3 separate regions of the Mus musculus genome follow, and all the other regions are linked to region 3. The links are chromatin contacts, called in public Hi-C and HiChIP or PLAC-seq maps. All regions are on one chromosome and are shown on one strand. The core of a region is the stretch at or near the end of the contact, and the rest is flanking DNA. Distances in the headings are between cores, read along the strand shown.

Region 1 (4,334 bases), core at 802-3,301, 470 kb after region 3:
CAATCAACTGACTGATGAAGATAGAAAGAAATATGGGGCTATATGTAGATTTATAGACAGACATTTCTACATTAATAAACCCATATTTATACAATGATCTGTGTCTCTCTATAGATCCATGTGGTAAATTTACTTCTGAAGAGCCATCCTGCAGTTGCTGTCAAGATGAGTATCATATAGACTCTGTTTCTCTGCAGAAGCCTGGCTGATACCTGGAGTTTGAGGAGCAGGAAGAAGGTCAGCACTACAACAGCACAGTGGAAGGAAGGAAGAAAGGGGTGGGATGTTGGAACCACCATATGCAGTAAAGACAGATGGGGGGGTGGGTGGGGGAACCTCAGCTTACCTTCTGCAATCACACAAAGCAAGAATCCACAGGAGAGATAACAGAAGAGCTAAATAAGGAAAGAAATCAAACCTTCACTAAAAATTAGACCAATCATTCTTAACCTTCCTAATGCTTCAGTGCTTTAACAGTCTCTCATGTTATGGTGACCCCTGACCATAAAATCATTTCATTGCTATTTCATAACTGCACTTTTGTTACTGTTATGAATAATAATGTAGATATCTGTGTTTTCCTATGTTCTTAGGCAACCCCTATAAAAGGGTCATTTGACCCCCAAAGGGGTCACGGCCCACAGGTTGAGAAGTGCTGAACTAAACTGTTTCTGTTCTATTAGATTAACAAATATTCCAAAGACTGAGTAACATACACAAGCACTCTCAGAGTCTCCAAGGAAGGATAAGAGGGCGGAACTCCCAATGAGGGAAAATGGGGAGCATCTATACAAACCACACATGCATTTAAATTAAGAATTCCCAGCCCAAGGGATTGACCCTAAAGATGCAAAACTATGAAGAAAAAAAAAAAACCCCACAACAGATAATTCTATGGAGCATTATTTATAATGGCAAATTACTGGAAGCAGATCTCAATGCCCACCACAGATGGCGAGTTACTACAAACTATAGTACACACACCTAGCACAGACATGAAACAGATGAAAAATGAGAGGAGGAGGAAGCAAGGAACTGAAGGAGGAGGATGATATAGAGAACATCTTTGGGTGCTGATATGATGTGATCCTGGGCCAGTACCCACACTGCGTGGCTCTCGTGGCTCACAACTGCCTATAACTCAGCTCCAGAGGGGATCCAGTGCATCTGGTCTCTGCATTGTGAATGACATCTGCATTCACATGCATATACCTCATAGAGATACACATGCATAATTTAAAACAAAGCAGATCTTTTAGAAATTACCTTTCCGAATAAGGCGTTAGCCTGGGTCTGGAGATGGTTCAGTGCTTTAAGAGCATGTGTTGCTCTTGCAAAGGACTTGGATTTGTTTCTCAGCATCTATATTGTGGCTTACAACCATTAGTAACTTAGTTCCAGGGGATTAGATGCCCTTTCCCGGCCTGCATAGACACCAGAAGTGAGCATGATATGTAAGCATAAATGCGGGCAGAATACTTATACACATAAAATAAAAAGAAAGCCAGGTGGTGGTGGCGCACGCCTTTAATCCTAGTACTTGGGAGGCAGAGGCAGGCAGATTTCTGAGTTCAAGGCCAGCCTGGTCTACACAGTGAGTTCCAGGACAGCCAGGCAGGGCTATACAGAGAAGCCCTGTCTCGAAACAAACAAACAAACAAACAAACAAACAAACAAATAAAATAAAAATAAAAGAATAAAAAATTAAAAGAAAATATGAAAATAATAACAATAAATAAACTTCAAAAAATGGAGTCTGCACATCAGGCAGTGGATATTAAGCTCCTATGACCACAACAGATATTGTTTGAGGTTCAGGAGATACAGAAACGGAACAGAGCAAAGTCTCTGCTCCCATTTAACACCACTCCAAAATTCAACCATAAGTGGTAAATAAATGTAGAAAGAGAAACAGCCCTGTGGTAAGAACGGCTTTTTTAGGAAGGAAGATTCTGATTGATGAAACCCACTCGGACTTCAAACCTTACTCTCTCTCCTTCACACAGCCCGAAGGGTGATGAGGGGGAGAGAGTCTCCACCTAGTGGTGGCTAAAAGGCTGACAAGGCAACTGTTCTGAGTTCGCAAAGAGAGTGCATGAATAACACTTCCCAACCTTTGGGAAGCCACATCTGTGTCAGTTTGCTGTGCTCCAGAGCGCAAAGACCCCTGAGTCCGGAGATACACTGCTTTGTTCTGTTTAGCAGATTAAAAAAAAAAAAATACCCGATTGATGGATAATGAGAAGCAGGGACCAGAGAGTGGAACATTTCAGGCCGGGGGGGGGGGGGGGGGGACAGGAGAAGCTGGAGCACACTGGGAGGAAGTGACGGTTCCACAGGTCCCCTTGACGAGGCTGGAGTACTGCATTTAGCCAAACAGTAGCCCTGGAGCTGTTGTATAAATTAGATACCAAATCCTCTATAATTTTGAATTAGAGCTGAGTTTTACATTATCTACAACTCTAAGATGTTATGATCTCAGTGACTTGTGCTGATAACACAGTTCCATGTATTTCTGTCTTGTCACCTGAATTAATAAGTGAAGAAATTATTAAATTTCAGGTGGAGTTCAGAAAAAAACAGTGTCATTATTTCCCACCTAAATTTATGAATCCCCTATAAAGAATTCCAATTCCCAAACCATAAAGAAGTGTGATTATTATGTGTCAATTTAAGCATATTTAAGTATAAGACGCAAACAAAGGAATTCTGGCTTGTACAAACGCTTGTGATGATGTCAGGCTTCAGATTTCAGGGTCCTTTCTTATGGTCATCTTCTTAATCCATGAAGTGTGTGATTGGACCTAAGGGCTTCTTTACTTGAGTGTTTAACGTGACAGGCACCCAGCCTTGTAGGCATAATGTTTTCTGGCACTGTGTTATTCAAATACTAATTCCCCTACCAGTAGCAGTGAGTTTTTGCTACACCGATTTGAGCTCCCAGCTCATCTCCCCAGTTGCTACCTTGGATCTGCAGATGAAAGATATACACATACTAGCTCATTTTTAATCTGCCTTACTGGCTCAATGGCTGGGTTCTTCTAAGCCTCCTGCAGCTAGCATGCCTTCCCCTTTAGTCCTAGCTCAAGACCTCTAAATTTTCCCTCAGTTTAGTTGTCTAGTAACCTTCTGTGAAGCCCATTCATCTTCCTGCCCAAGCCATTTCGTGCTGCCCTTCTATGGTACACTTTCCCTTTCTGCCTACATTTTGGCAGATCTCCCCTACAGCTCTGAGTCTGTTCCATCTCTCTCCTCCAAGTATATCGATTCATTCTCTCTCTCTCTCTCTCTCTCTCTCTCTCTCTCTCTCTCTCTCTCTCTCTCTCTCTTAGCCTGCAGGAACCTGGAAGACCTGCCTCTTTATTTCTGCCCAACCACTAGCCACTGGCATCTTTGTTGATTGATCAAGAGCCAGTTGGGGACAAAGACCTTCAGCATCAATATTCCCAGATTCCCAGTTAAATCAAAGAAGTGTCTGAACCACTCCTCTATGTCTACCTTCATATCTTGTTTCAATCCAGACACGACATTGTAATGCTTATATCAAGAATCTCCTGTATCAAGTTTGTGTAAACAACTCTTACCATTTACTCTCTGCCTTGTCAATAAAAGCTAATCAGCCAATGGTTGGGCAAAAGAGAGAATAGAGTGGAAGGTTCTACCTGCTGGGGTAGGAGAAAGAGAGAAAGAGAGAAAGAGATTGAGAGAGAGAAGAAGAAGAAGAAGAAGAAGAAGAAGAAGAAGAAGAAGAAGAAGAAGAAGAAGAAGAGGAGGAGGAGGAGGAGGAGGAGGAGGAGGAGGAGGAGGAGGAGGAGGAGGAGGGGGGGGGGAGGAGGAGGAGGAGGAGGAGGAGGAGGAGGAGGAGGAGGGGGGGGAGGAGGAGGAGGAGGAGGAGGAGGAGGAGGAGGAGGAGGAGGAGGAGGAGAGAGAGAGAGGTAGATATCGGCCAGGAGGAAGGAGGAATTGGAGCCATGAGGAAGGGGTCCAGAGAAACACACCTGAACCCTGAAGAACCAGACCAATCATGAGAAGCAAGTATACTGGGGTCATGTCTGGGAGGTAGCCAGATTAGCATAGGAGGTGCAGCTTGAAATAAATCTTAGTTTCTCTGTGAGATTACTAGAGACTAGCATAAGGTTAATAGATATAGTCACTGGACTTATTTGTAAGCTACTACTTACATGTATATTAAAAATAATCCTTTTTTATATATAACCTCATTCTCTGCTCTGCTGGAATTTAGAATCCAAGTCAGTTACATGAGTGCATAGAGAAGTGCAAAAACATGAATATAAAACCCAACTAACTGTGCTCTTGCAGAGGATGGAGTAGCA
Region 2 (4,168 bases), core at 1,645-4,144, 330 kb before region 3:
AGTCCTTTCCTGCTTTTCGGGTCTTGGTGCAGTGCGAGGAGCAGGTCTTCTCGCTACCGAAGGTCCCTCTGTGTATTCATTGCTGCCTCTGATGGCTTTGATCTGGTCTAGGGACAGAATCGTAGCAGGCTGAGTGTCCCTGTCATAGTCTAACCTCTGCCGGCCTTCCACAGCCGGTGGCTGAATCACCACTAGCGAAGTGTGGCTGCCATGCTGACTTGGGGAATCCATGTGGAGTGATCTCCAGTTCCAGCAGTCAGCGGAAATCTGCCATGCATCTGAAATCCTAAAGAAGAGTGAGAGAGAAAATAAGCGACAGAAAGCGGATTTGGGGGAGAAGGGCTGCTGTCAAGTAACAAATTCCCCAAGCCACCTGGTAATGATCCCCTTCATCGGCTGATTTCAATGATGCCGAAGCCTGGCCAGAGTCCAACTCCAAAAAAAAGATTGCAGAGGACCATATCACAGGAAGACAGCAAAGACCTCATGCCTTAAAAATTAGAAGTTGCTCTCCAGCTTCTAAGAAGCAGAGGAAGTCGTGTCTTCCTGTTTGCAAACCTAACAAATAATTAAAATGAAATATGCCTTCGAAAGAGCAATTCAGTGTGAGCCCTGGAACTGTTCTCAGAGTTCACTGTCAGTTCACTGGCAGTTCACGTAAGGAAAATGTCAGCTACTTTTTAAAGATTAAGAATGGCTTTAGTGCTGTGGCCTCTCGGCCATTTATATGCTGTTACGAGCTTTAGATTAATGAGAAAATTAATCAAGGCAATTTCCAAAACACCGGCTATTCCAAGCTCACTCGGAATCTCAAAAGGCCATTTTCAGCAGAAGTCCGGGTCTGAAGCTAGCTCATCACACAGATCTGTGAGACGAGCAAAGGAAGCTACAAAGAATGAAGAGTGCTCTGCCACAAAGAACACAACCCGGACGGTGTGGACTTAGCTTTCCTTAAAGGTTAATCAAGGCTCCCCCACACAACGAGGATAACTTATGCACAAGTGTCAGCCCTTTAAAGCAGGGAGAGGAGCCCTGGTCTTTTTACATTATATTTAATTCCCTTCATTTATTAGCACGACAGACCTTGATTTTCACAAGCCCTGAATTGACCTGCTTTTTGTAGTAAAATAAATACACTGATAGACAACAAACACAACTTCCATGTCAAAAGGAAATAGCTTCCAATTTATAACGTATTCTTCCTGAGACAGACCAAACTCTTTCGATTCTGTTTCTGGGCAATAGGTATCTAAGATATTTTTTTACACAAATGCCTTCCGAACTCACAGATGCACCTTAATTCAAGAAGGCACCCCTTTGCACTTTTCTGGCATCCAAAGAAAATCAAAACAAATACGTCGGTTTACTATGGATGCTAACTAATGTCCCCAGACTACATATGTGTTAGCTTTTTGGAGGCCCCTCTAAGCTTATAACTACCTTCTCCGCACATGAGATGCACGGCCATAACAGCATGTTGTGGTGCCGAAGCCCTAAACGACACTAGAAAACTGCCCATCCTTGCTCCTGTGCCATATCTATTTTTTAAAAATTTAAAACTCCATAACGAAGACTTTAAATATGCCAAGTCTCATCCACAAGAAAGGAAGACGTGGGCACGGCTTGTTTGAGTTATGAAACCCCTAGGCACGGCTTTAATTTGCATTTTACAGGGCATTCCCAAGCAAGTTCGCTCAGGCGGAGCACCTAGGCACCCCGCAACTGTCCAGAGCGAAGCCGGTGCGCACCCGCGGACAGCAGTGTGGGTAGCACCGTCGGGCGCTTGGGCCCCACGCCGAGACCTCAGGGGCACCGAGCCGCGGCAGGTCCGGCCGGATAAAGTTATGAATGAAAACAGCTCGCGGGCGGGAGGAGGCAGCGCCCTCTCCCCGCGTCCCGCGGCACTGCGCTCCGAGCACAGGCGGGCGCTGGGTCCCCAGCGCCATCGGGTGCCGCGCGCTTGGCACGGGCTGCGCGAGGACCGCCAGGACCGCCCGGCCCGCCCCGGCCCGCACCTGCCGCCCGCACTCACCTCGGCCTCCGCGGCGCCGGCCGGGGGCGCCGAGCGGGCGGAGCGCGCGCCGCATCAAGCGCGGCGGGGCGGCCGGGCGCGCATGGCCCGCGCTGCGGCCTCGGCGGCCCCCGGGCAGGGGCGCTTCTCCGCGGTTGGCGGCGGCCGAGGGCGGCTCGGGGACATCCGCCGGGTGCGCGCGGCGCCCGCTCCACAGCACCGTCCCGTCCCGGTCGTCAGGCGCGCGGCCCGGCGTCGTCCCGGGCTCTCGGGTCCCCGCAGGTCCGCGTCCCCGCAGTCGCCACGCCGGCTGCAGACGAGCAGAGACAGAAACACGTGAGTCCCTTGCCAGCCCGGGACGCTGTCCTGCTCGCCGAGATGGACAGCCACGAGCCCCGGACACACACGGCCGTGCACGTTTTGCCCCCACGGAATGCCCCGCAGTCCAAAGCGCGTCCGAGAGACGCGTCTGCGCGAGGCAAGCCCGCACGCAGGGACGGGAAAAGTCAGGTCTGGCACGAGCGCCCGGCGGGTCGGTCCCCAACAATGCGCACAGACACGCGGGTGCGCGGCGGTGCCAGCCCGCGTTCGCACACGCGTAACTCGCTGCCTGGCTACGGAACTCGCTGCAGGGCCGACCGCAAAGCGCCGGGCACAGAGCTAGAGCCAGCTCCGAAAACGTCCAGCTCCTCGAAAATAAAATAAAATAAAGCACCATTCTCACCTGATCTTGCCAGGTCCTCGGCGGGAGGGGAAGGCTCTTACCTAGTGCAGAGCCTGGGGCCGGCCCTCCCGGCACATGCACGCCGCTCGCAGCCGCTCCTTAGCCCGCAGAGCTCTGGCTGCGGGGCCGCCGCAAACCCCTGCGTGCTGAGCACTCGCGCGCGGGCTCCGCAGCATTTCAGCGTCGCCGCCACCTCCACCTCCACGCCGGGACCCGCCCCCGGTGATATCATGTGTCAATCACGCGGGCTGCACGAAAACCCGGAGCAGGATTTCAGCGATCGTGGATGTGGACTCGAGGACGCTCTAACAAAAGTCGATTGCCTGCAGGAGTCCTGCGAGCGCAACTGGGGAGGAGCGGGCATTCCAGGGCCCCTGTCAGTCGTGAGCTGTCAGCCTCCAATTTAAGGGGACTGGTGCAGCCACCCTTAGAGTTGAGTTTAAAAAGAGTTGTGAAGAACATTTAAAAAACAATAACAAACCACCAACAACAACGGAAAAAAAAATGTGTACACCATGACACCGTGCCCCCAGATAAAGGGAAAAGTGCAAAGTTCAGATCATGCGAAATATGAAAGTTTCAGAAAGAACAGTCATTTTTGCAAATGTAATATAATTACACACTAAAGGGTGGGATTTCCTGCTGTGGGGTTTTAGTGATTGCTCCATTTGGTTTGTGATACGATCCCTAAAATTACACGGGGGGAGGGGAAGGGGAGAAAACGGGGCCCAAGTTCTTCCTGCTTTGTAATGTTTGTATAATTTTGTCCAAAACACCAATGCATTTTAAATGAAATAAAATAAGCATAACTCATCAGGAAGTTTTAGCTTTAGCCATATGTCTGTCACGGGGTGGGGGACTTTAGTAAGCTGGGAATGCTTTTTGCGTCTTTACATACTATGGAATTTGGTTATTTATTATATGGACGCTATAGCTCAGGATGTAGTGAAAAGGGCTGTATGTGGAATTAAAAATTCCATAGAGTTTTAAAAATAACCTAAGACCCCCAAAATATTGATAGAAAATATTTTTCCAGGGAATTTTATCAGGAATGGTATTTGATAAACAAAAACTCCATGATCTAAATCACCTGTGAATGTGAGTTAGGATATTTTGGGTTCAAAGTAATTTTTTTTTTAAGTCTTAACAATTGCAGTGAGTTTTTATAAAGTTTTTGTTGTTGTTGGCATAATGCATTTGCAAGCTTTTGAATGTTTTTAGAATTCACGGTTATGTGTGGAATTACATGCAAGGAACCCAGGACACTCCCTATGAAGAAGATCAGCAGTAAGAAAGTGCACTAGAAGGTAATAGAACGTATTAAAAGCCAAGAAGCTGTTTGTTCACCCTTCATGCAAGGGGATGTGTTAAAGTCATATTTTCAAATGTAGAGTTGGTGGGGCTTTTGTGTCTTGTCTATTTTTCACAGATGT
Region 3 (4,414 bases), core at 211-2,710:
CAACCTGATTTTTGTTCTGCTGTGACTGGCACTAATGCCTTCCACAAACAGGTCAGTTCTGTTGCTCGTCAGACTGTTTCCTTAGCTTTCTATCTGCCACGGGAGAGCAAAGTCAGATTATGTAAATGGCATACTGACTTCAGAAATTGTCTTTTCATAAGATCACATCTCATTTGCTTTTCAGGGGTTACGTTTAAAAGCTCTGCGTTTTTTTGATAGGTATAACTAGGATTTTCATCTCCTCAGAACTAAGTCTGGTGTCCTCTCCAGTCTACTCCTAACACTATAATCTAACCACAACACTCCACTGCTTAGCAGCCTCTCAGAAAATAGTCTTTACTCCTGTTTAGCACAGGGAGTTCCTATAAAAGTGAGTCACATCCTTTCACTTCTGTACTGAGAATCTTACAAAGTCTCCCTAACTCACTCACATAAAGGCCTTGTCCCCACACAGCACGAAAACCCACACTTCTTCCTTTCTGACTCATCTGCTGTGCTCAGGCCTTCTCTGTGCTTTTAGACTATGCAAAGCATGCTCCCTGTCTCAGTATTTCTAAGTGTCCCTCTTTCTGGAATGTTCTTCTTCAAGGAACCTACTGCCTAAGCTATCTTTAACCTATCATAAACCATAACCTCTAACACTAGAACATCCAAATTCCTAAATCATGGTGATGTAAGATTTATTTAGGTTTAGCAGCCTTTTGATAGTCATCAGATCAAATGATATTCAGGAATGTCTAAAAGGCAGCTTCCACCCCCCTCTCCTCCCCCCCCCCACCCCGGTGTGTGTGTTTGTGTGTATGAGCGCGGGAATGCCTGCCTATCTGTCTGACTAATATTCGTTTCTGGGTTTCAGAAATCTATTTAAAATTAGTATTAATTATGACTCTGAAAACTGTCCAAGTGTAACTTTTCGGATGCGATACGTGCCTTGAAAAAAAACCAATAGATTATAGGTAAATGATTTAATACTTTACTTCACTCACAAAATATTATGACTTTACATCCTTTGAGTTCCCATTGGGAAAACTTAAGGCAGGAAAACTGGCTTCTACCATAAGGACAAACTTACCCCAGGAACCTAAGGAGATTTAAGGATTACAACCTGAGTGTCTGCGACGTGAGGCAGCGGCTTTGGGAATGCGCCACGTTTTACTCAGCACACTAGGAAAAGATTGCTTTGCACTGTTTTCAGCCCAGGAGAAGGCCCACGCCGTCCTCGGTCCCAGGCTGGCGTCCCGCCCCGCAAGGACGCCCCCACCCACCCACCTCTCGGGCTCCATGCCGCCGCGCGCCCTCGGGCGGCTCTGGGCCGGAAGGCCGCAGGGCTGTTGGCCCGGTGTGTAAAGAGTCTGGGGACACGCGTGACGGAGCACTCGCCCCCACCCTCCCTGGCTTCCTGCCCCTAGGGTCCACGACCCTCCTCACCACGCGCGGATCTGCACAGCGCCGGAACCCAGCCAGTCCCGCCTGCTTGAGCGCGGTCAGAGCTCTCTTGTCTTTCCATTGGGCGCAATGGTCGTCAATCACGGAAGCTGGTGGGCGGGCTTGCGCGCTGAGCGCTGCTATAGCAACCGCCTGTCGGGAGCAAACGCGGGCCGCGGAGGGGAGAGCGGCTGTTGCGCGGGCGCGGGCAGGGGCGCAGGGAGGGGATATGGTGAGTGCTGTGGGACCCTGGTGTTCTTCCCAGCTTACTGCCTTCCGTGTCAGGATCTTTAGTAGCTAAGCCAGGGAGAACAGAGATGGGTCTCCCTTTCCATTTATCCACCAACGCCTGCAGTCTATGAGGGTTGGCCCAGCGATAAAGAGATACGACCCTGGGGCACGGAGACCACTGCAGACAGACTTCAAGACAGGGAAGCGAGCATAGCAGAGGCCATCAACCTCGGGCCACCAACATCCTGCGGGCCATCAACTCAGCCGCTGAAGGAACAGGAACCACTGAGGGTCAGGGAGCCACCAACTCATCTGCTGACTGGAAGTGGGGTACCTAGCTAACCACTGATGATCAGGGGACCAGCAATTCTTTCACGGAGAGGAAGGGGCCCACTGACTCAATCCTGATGGCCAGGGGCTCATCAACTCAGGCCACTCAAAGCTAAAGGGTCACTGACTTCTTGCTGAAAAAAAAAAAAAAAAATGATGACTCAGGTGACTTCCCTAGGCTCTAGAAGACCACTCAGGCCACTCAAAGCTAAAGGGTCACTGACTTATTGCTGAAAAAAATGGTGACTCGGGTGACTGCCCTAGGCTCTAGAAGACCACTCAGGCTCATCAACTCAGGCCACTTAAAGGGTCACTGACTTCTTGCTGAAAAAAAAAATGGTGACTCAGGTGGCTGCCCTAGGCTCTAGAAGACCACTCATCAGAATCTGCAGCTCTAGAACCAAGAATCCGAAGTGACCACAGCCAATAGGCCACTTAGATCCTCAGCCACCTCCAGGGCTTCCCCACTCCACTTGCAGAGAGGAGAATCTACAGTGATTCTGTGACCTACTTTGGTGACATAAAGAAGCAAACAGCAGACAGATCCTTCATCTTCCACATGTTGGGTGTATCCGCATAATTGGTCAAACATTCTCATGCGTATCTGTGGAGCAGACGTTCACCATAACCAGGGTTTTTTACTTTTGTGTTTTTGTGGTGCAGGATGATTGTGTTCTAGTATGCATGCCCCTGTGCTGTTTGCTGCTTTGTGGGTTCTTTTCTCTTCCACTCTTTCCTACTCTTTAAACCCTCTAATGCTAGATAGGAGAGAGAGAAAAAGAGTAGAGGGGAAAGGAATGGCGTTATCATTAAACTACTTCCTACTGATTAGGGGTGTAGAGTTCTTTGGGACAAGTTTGATCTTTGCTGCCAGGATATCTAACTTCTTTGCACAGGACTACTTAACAAACCCAACCAACCAACCACCACCAACAACAACCCCACCTCTTGAGGCCTCAGCATGTGTATACCTTCTGAAAAGTTGCCAGAATTCCAAAAGTCACACATTCGAAGAAACTATCTGCAGCTGACAAAATCACACCCCTGCTAGAGCACGAGGCAAATCATAGTCAGCTGCTGTGGACAGTCTGAAGCAGCCCCATATCCCACACCTGGGATTAGAATGAAAACGTATTCCCACAACATTTCTGTGTTTTTCAAAGAAAATAAAATTCTCACTACATCAAGCAAGTACTGTGATACATGTATGAGAAGTGCACATTTCTTAAAATAATACTGTTCTCATAAGCTAACTGCACTCTGATATACCACACAGTTTTATGCTAGTTTACTTAGCTGCTTCTCCCTTCAAAAGCTCTAGTTTTAAGAGGGGGAAAATCTAAGAGAAAAAAAATGCCCACATTTTCTATCAAATTAATAATTGTGGTTAGGAATCTCGGGCAGGACTGAGAGTTCCAGGGCAGTCTGGGTGCCCTAGGGAGGCCCTGTTTCAAAAGATGGGGGAAAAGATGTTAATAACCTAAAGTATTAACAAGGGGGAAAACAAGCTCATTCTATAAAAGAAAATGGGATAACTGAATTGTCATTCTAGCTACACAGTTTTCACCCATGTGTATGCTTATTGCAGGCATCCAGCCAGCGCATAACTTTAGACCAATGGAAGAAAAAAGCAGCAAAAGTTGAACTGAATGACACCCAGAAGCAAGAAATTAAAGAGGCCTTTGACTTATTCGATATTGATGGATCTGGAACCATAGATCTGAAAGAACTGAAGGTTCTGAAATTATTTCTAAGACAATATCTTGTAACATTTTAGTTGTGTCCTTGGTTGATGAATAAGTCAAAACCCAGAATTATCAAAGTTACGTCCTCTATCTGTAAATCTTGTTTATTTTACTATTATAATGTGTGTATAGTTTTATATGCTATTAATTAGTCATTTTAAAGTTCAAAATGCGATCATGGCATTATTAAAATATGTCCCCCCCCCTCCTATTGCAGATTGCAATGAGGGCCTTAGGCTTTGAGCCAAAGAAAGAAGAAGTAAAACAACTGATCGCTGAAATCGACAAGGAAGGGACTGGCACCATTTGTTTTGAAGATTTTTTTGCCATCATGAGCGTAAAAATGGTATAGTCTATTTTTCAAAGAAACCCCAGTAGGGCCTTGTGCATGGTAGGGCTGGAGCATAGAGATTTCATGGAAACTCATGGAAAGTTCTGGAACTAGGTATTAAGGGTTTGTAGTGGGGATACAACAGCAAGGACAGATATTTTCAGAATGGTAAAGACTATAAAGAAGAGTTTAATCAGGAAGTACTGATACAAGACAGAAGGAAGCCCAAGCCCTGAAACCCTGGACCTGGCAATCACAGAGCACCTACTTTGCCACTGTACCTGAGAATACTCCCAGCTCTTGGAGCTTGCTGTCTGATAGACCCTGAGGGCAGGTGTGAGTATGTTGAAAT

The links. A called contact is a pair of places that touch in the nucleus more often than the background predicts. HiChIP or PLAC-seq counts read pairs in DNA pulled down with a chosen protein or histone mark.
Region 1: an H3K4me3 HiChIP or PLAC-seq map of pro-B cells shows a contact between it and region 3, with 4 times the contacts expected there. The contact joins the enhancer-like site here to the promoter of Bbs12 in region 3. A contact is called at or near these places in 5 of 39 promoter capture datasets (the 3T3-L1 cell line, embryonic stem cells, hematopoietic stem and progenitor cells and 2 more), 2 of 484 Hi-C or Micro-C datasets (CD4 T cells and pro-B cells) and 4 of 115 datasets of contacts at active chromatin or transcription factors (the 230-238 cell line, large pre-B cells, memory CD8 T cells and 1 more).
Region 2: a Hi-C map of nephron progenitors shows a contact between it and region 3, with 10 times the contacts expected there. The contact joins the promoter of Spry1 here to the promoter of Bbs12 in region 3. A contact is called at or near these places in 1 of 39 promoter capture datasets (pre-B cells) and 6 of 484 Hi-C or Micro-C datasets (CD4 T cells, the G1E-ER4 cell line, cerebellum and 3 more).

The regions. Positions count from the first base shown.
Region 1 is chr3:36,838,833-36,843,166 of GRCm38.p6, reverse strand. No RefSeq gene overlaps it. Among named protein-coding and RNA genes, the nearest start is that of 4932438A13Rik, 22 kb to the left of the region's middle. Within about 2 kb of position 2,051, at least 11 of the 459 cell types and tissues checked have an H3K27ac peak or open chromatin away from gene starts, as enhancers often do. A contact at or near this core is called in pro-B cells, where this site is marked.
Region 2 is chr3:37,638,673-37,642,840 of GRCm38.p6, reverse strand. Spry1 (sprouty RTK signaling antagonist 1) reads right to left here and starts at 2,894. Exons shown (of 3, transcript NM_011896.3): 1 at 2,736-2,894; 2 at 2,033-2,321; 3 at 1-286. The coding sequence starts at 231.
Region 3 is chr3:37,309,600-37,314,013 of GRCm38.p6, reverse strand. It overlaps Bbs12 (Bardet-Biedl syndrome 12 (human)), which reads right to left and starts at 1,460. Exons shown (of 2, transcript NM_001008502.2): 1 at 1,429-1,460. It overlaps Cetn4 (centrin 4), which reads left to right and starts at 1,568. Exons shown (of 5, transcript NM_145825.2): 1 at 1,568-1,657; 2 at 3,575-3,721; 3 at 3,949-4,077. The coding sequence starts at 1,655.